Regions from separate parts of the Rattus norvegicus genome. Here region 2 is linked to region 1. Evidence: chromatin contacts called from public Hi-C data. All regions are on one chromosome and are shown on one strand. The core of a region is the stretch at or near the end of the contact, and the rest is flanking DNA. Distances in the headings are between cores, read along the strand shown.

What was found. A called contact is a pair of places that touch in the nucleus more often than the background predicts.
Region 2: a contact with region 1 is called in a Hi-C map of prefrontal cortex, with 4 times the contacts expected there. The contact joins the promoter of Mstn here to the enhancer-like site in region 1. A contact is called at or near these places in 12 of 12 Hi-C or Micro-C datasets (the A7r5 cell line, the Rat2 cell line, Schwann cells and 7 more) and 1 of 1 datasets of contacts at active chromatin or transcription factors (oligodendrocytes).

Annotation. Positions count from the first base shown.
Region 1 is chr9:55,760,332-55,763,031 of GRCr8, reverse strand. The region is part of intron 3 of Pms1 (PMS1 homolog 1, mismatch repair system component); the gene reads right to left. Among named protein-coding and RNA genes, the nearest start is that of Pms1, 16 kb to the right of the region's middle. Within about 2 kb of position 1,356, at least 2 of the 93 cell types and tissues checked have an H3K27ac peak or open chromatin away from gene starts, as enhancers often do.
Region 2 is chr9:55,949,165-55,952,235 of GRCr8, reverse strand. Mstn (myostatin) reads left to right here and starts at 1,323. Exons shown (of 3, transcript NM_019151.2): 1 at 1,323-1,822. The coding sequence starts at 1,447.

The sequences.
Region 1 (2,700 bases), core at 107-2,606:
CAAATTTCTTTTAAATGCATCCTGGCAATTCAAGTAAAATTTTCTTGACACAAATTCATTTAAGGCAATGACTGTAAACTTTTCAAAGCATTTTCTATTGCCCGTAGTGAGCTAAACCACCATTTAGAAAGCAGGATTCAAAAACTCATGACCCTGCTTACACTAAAGTTCTGCTACTGTGGCTGTGTATGACACAGGAAGCTCCTGACACTGAAGAGAGCTGCGTTTATTTGTCTGACATCAGTCTAACGCTGGAGGCTTCCTCTTGCCCTTTACAGGTCTCCCAGCTCTCAGTGTACCCCTCTACGCATGGGGGCTTAAACAAACCTACAGATCCGTGTTCTCTCTACGGAATGGCTCGTAACAAATGTGAGTGCTTAGAGCACGACCAACCCCACTGTGACAACTCTAAACCTGCTGCATGGGTGGACCGGCAAACATGAACATTAGTTATGAAGTAACAAATACGGGGACCACAACTATCGATAGGAAAGAACAGAACAAATCAATGAACTTGCACTACAGAACAAAGACATTTTGTGAAAACTAGCAGGGATCTGCCTACAGATGGCTACCAATTTTCAGGAAAGAGTCACCAACATGAGGAGCGTAGGTAAATGTAGACAGGGACTAAGCAACTGATTCCATCACTGATTTAAGCACAAGAGCATATTGTTTTTTACAGTGGAGTCCAGAGCAGGAAAAAAAGTTATAAACTTTTCAATGTATCTAAAAGACGTGGTACAGATAAGATGTAGGAAGCTCTTACAGGTGTAGCAAGGTACAGTAAACCCTGGCTTTTGAGTAATAGCATGAATATGCTAAAAAGTAGCAATAGCACATTCATGAACAGACATTATTATTGTAAAATCGATAAGCCTGTGGACTTAGATAATTGAAAGTGCTATAATTCTACATAGCCACAGTGACCAGTTTGTATCAGCACCAACCCCAGAGTAATTCGTGCACGCACTGTGGTGACTATGATAATAAGAGGGTTTCATCTCCATTATGATGAATGCTCCTTTGAAACTGGAGTAAGAAAACTTGGCATTTAACTCTGTAAGGCCCCATTTTCCTCACCAGTAATATAAAGAGATTATCTACAGAAGATTTCCAAGAAGTAGACTTTGGGACAGAGACTAATCAACAGGTCTTTACTGGGGCATGGCCTGGCACGAGCACCTATAGGAAAGGACAGAAAAGCACTTTCCTGAGATGGTTGTACCTTAACAACCCTTCATCAGTCACTCAGTGCCAAGTGCTTGTTCTCTATGACCTGGTTAACACAGATCCCTTCAGAAGAAGTGAGGGAGACTCAGCTGTTAGTGACCAGCACTCTTGGAAACATGCATCTTAAGACAGGGCATCTGTACGGTGCACTAAGATCTACAGCGACTACTAGAGGTTTCAGATAGAACCAAGCCTAGTCAATATCTTCTTGTGATATTTCAACAATTCTTTGGTAAATTCTGATAAGTAAAATGATTTCAATTATTTGTGTGAGCCCTTTTGAATATCTCAAAGATAAAAAGATAAAGTGATAAATGTAGGTGTCATATGACCTTAACTAATCTACAAAAAAAAGAAACAAACAAGCAAGATAGTGACCAACAGATAAGCAAGCAGCCATCCTACGTCAGAAGCGCAGAGGTCACACTCACAGACTCAGTGCCATGCTGCCATCTAGCAGACAAGGCTGGTACGACCGCTCAAAGGCTGGCCACATCTTCAGAAAACAGACACATCGGAACACATTAGTTCCTGACAATACTCTCACGATATAAAGTTTAATTTCTACCTGCCAGTTTAGACGACAGCTAGGTGATCAAATATTTATACACTAACGCAGCCGATCAAAGCCCCAGCCACGGAGCAGCAGTAGAGAGCTCTGAGGTTTCACACTCTATACCACGTTTAAAATGAGCTTTCTGCACTCGTTTCAAGGCTGCAGACAGCCAAGTACGTTCTCCAGAAGAAAGACTGGCTACTCCCAGCTGTACCCTAAAATCTAGGTGCAGGCTCAAGTGAGCTCTAAGTAAAGCAAGTGCTGAGTAAACTAGCCGAGGAAGAACCTGGTATACTAGGTCTGGGCTAGAGGCTGAAGAGGATACTTGGGAATTTCCTCCTAAACCTAGCTCTGAACATCTGTAGTCCAGGGACTGAGGCCTCGTCCTCTTTGTGTTTTAATGGCAGAATTTCCCACTGAATTTCATCATCTTTACAATGTTTTTCCAGCCTACTATGGTCAACTTTATAGAGCCTCCAAAGCCAGAGCATAAGTGAATCCTTAGTCAAGTACGTATACGCATGTATGTACGCACGCACGCACACAGGCAGGCACGCACACATGCCCACCCACACAAAACAGGACAAGTGAATCTGGAGAATACCACACTGCTGAAATCAGGCCACTACACAGACATTCAATGACCAGAGAGGAGGACACGGCAGTATCTCACGTTCATACCCCTTTCCTTTTTTTTTTTTTTTTCTTTTTTTCTTTTTTTTGGAGCTGGGGACCGAACCCAGGGCCTTGCGCTTGCTAGGCAAGTGCTCTACCACTGAGCTAAATCCCCAACCCCTCATACCCCTTTCCTAAACATTAGGTATCAACGTCACTGCTTTCTGGCACTCCTACCTGAACGGTGTATTCTGGCCTTAGCACAAGTAATATGGCCATGGGGAAATTTTCAGTAA
Region 2 (3,071 bases), core at 74-2,573, 190 kb before region 1:
CTGAGGCAGTAAATTGGGTGTACACTGTGCAAGAACAGTGGTGACCTAAAAATAAATATTTGATACAAGCCATTATATTCTCTTGGGGTGGGGGAAGTAATAGATTAAAATTCTAAAGACTCTTCAGCTTCCCAAAAAGGAGGAGGGAATCTGTGGCCTGGAGGTGTTCTCTGCCCCTGCCGCTGCATTTGTTCACCTCTTTAAGAGTTCACCCCAGTCGATCTTGTGGCTCCTAAAGCCAAGGGTAGAAGTTTGATCCCTGCAGAGGCCACTTAAATTCAGAGAACAAAAAGCACCATTCTCTGCTGCAGACTCTTCCCCAGATCCCTGCCAGGTTTCTTCCCTCTGGTCAAAATGAGACACTGGCAAAGGGGTGCTAACCTATGACAGTGTTGGAACACAACAAAGGACACCCCTCTACATGCAACTTTCTCTTTGTGTGCTCATGGCTCTGACATCATTCACAGAGAACACAGATTGCACTTTCCTCTCAGCCTGGAAGCCTGAGTCAAACTGAAGTAATGCTCCAGTGCCACTTACAAAAATCCATTATCTGCTTGTCCTAAGTACAGAGCCCGGCCTCCTAGCTTACATTATCCTGTGGGCAGTAACAACAAAGCAACACTCAGGCTTCAATATGTATCTCTAGGATAGAAAATAGCAATGCTAATAAGCTAAAATCAAGCCCAGTTTTCATGTTAGTGTTCCAAGACATTAAGCTATCAAAAGTTAATTCCATGTACGTGGAAATAAAACAGGACTGGTTTGTAATATGTACTAACAAATAAACCGTGAAAACGGGCTTCTCAAATTACTGATGCAACTTTTTAGCAGGGTCACAAACTTAGCTTTCTTTCAATTTAGCCAGCTCTTCCTAATTTTACTTCTCTAATTATCCATCACTTCATGCATATTTTTTACCTCAAATATTTGTTTTAATAACAAAATAGCACTCCATGTCTTAAAGGATTAACATTTCTATTTTAAACACAGAGTCTAAATTAAAATTTGCCAACTTAAACAATAGCAAGAGTTTTACAGAAATTAATAAGCTTTAAGTACAGTTTGTATTAGTACACGGACTTTAGTTTATCAAATGTCACATATATCTTTCATGATTTGGGGATTTATTTCATGTATGAAGTAGTCAAATGAATCAGCTTGCCCTCGACTGTAACAAAATACTGCTTGGTGACTTGTGACAGACAGGGTTTTAACCTCTGACAGCGAGATTCATTGTGGAGCAGGAGCCAATCATAGATCCTGACGACACTTGTCTCCTCTAAGTTGGAATATAAAAAGCCACTTGGAATACAGTATACAGGACTCACTGGCGTGGCAGGTTGTCTCCCGGACGGTACATGCACTGATATTTCACTTGGCATTATTCAAAAGCAAAAGAGAAGAAATAAGAACAAGGAAAAAAGAGATTGTGCCGATTTTAAAATGATTCAAAAACCGCAAATGTATGTTTATATTTACCTGTTTGTGCTGATTGCTGCTGGCCCAGTGGATCTAAATGAGGACAGTGAGAGAGAGGCGAATGTGGAAAAAGAGGGGCTGTGTAATGCGTGTGCGTGGAGACAAAACACAAGGTACTCCAGAATAGAAGCCATAAAAATTCAAATCCTCAGTAAACTCCGCCTGGAAACAGCGCCTAACATCAGCAAAGATGCTATAAGACAACTTCTGCCCAGAGCGCCTCCACTCCGGGAACTGATCGATCAGTACGACGTCCAGAGGGATGACAGCAGTGACGGCTCTTTGGAAGATGACGATTATCACGCTACCACGGAAACAATCATTACCATGCCTACCGAGTGTAAGTAGCTGTTAGAGTATATCAACAGTTCTGCTGACTGCTGTCCTAGTGTTTATGAGAAACAGATCTATTTTCAGGCTTTTAACAAGCTGTTGGCTTATATGTAAGTAGGAGAGAAAGGAGATTTTTTTTTCAAGATTTCCTGAGAAACAAAACCGACAATGAAATCTGTCTTGTTTCCTTGTAGAGCCAAGTAGCTCAAAGTTAACATTTAATAGTATTTAATTTTATACGAAAAAATGTAGAATGCTTGTGTGTTTAGAGCTTAACAGTATAAGGCAAGGACTGTGAGGTTCTATAAGCAATGTTAAAACATATGAAATTTACAATTGCATTTGTCTAAAACGTGCTCTAGTTTTCTCCCCCACTAACACTGAAGAAAGAAATCTGCTGGATGTTTATTTGACACTGTTCCACAGTTAGAGTGCTTTCTGTTATTTAAAACTGTCAGTCACAAAGATTTTATGCTCTTTACGAATTAGAATAGTAATTGTGAGAGCTATTGCACTGGGAAGTTAAAGAAGGTCAATATTAAATGCATTAGCATAAGCCATGATGAAGCAGGCATAGCAAAAATAATACTCAGGCCCGAGTATCAGAAAATGCTCAGGAAAGAAGCATTATAATTGGGAGGTCATGGTGTGAATGCTGCTTGTATGTTCCTGGCACTGCACTGAGAGAACCCTGGCTGTGTACTTCTAGGCAGGAACAGGGATTGAGAACCTTCTAAAAGATTTAATTCTTTATGAGGGGGAGGGGACGTCACCTCTAACTGCAGCATCGCTTTTGGGAGATGATATGTTTCAGGCAGTTCCTATCTGAGTTCTCTGAAAAGCAAGACAGGTAGCCTTAGAGAGCAGGCAGGACACTGAAAGATTTCTGTGACATGTGTCCGAGATCTTGCTTTAATACCATGCTTTAAACACTTAAAACCAGACACGACATGGATTCAAATCAGCCCTTTACTAAGTAATCAGGTTACGACACAGCAAGTAATTTTCACTTATGATCACTCTCGGATCAAACAGTTCGGGAGAAAGTCTTCCTTATTTACATGGGGTTTGGAAAACCCCGAAGAAAAGCAATTGTTAGTGCTGAAGTTGCAGTTTCTGACTTTTGAGATAGCTTGAACATGATACCTGATTCTTTTTTTTCTTTTCTTTCTTCTTTTTTTTTTTTTTTTTTTTTTTTTTTGCTAATTAGAGGCTTCATGTTGTTCCTTTGAATGACTCTTCCAGAGCCCAAGTGT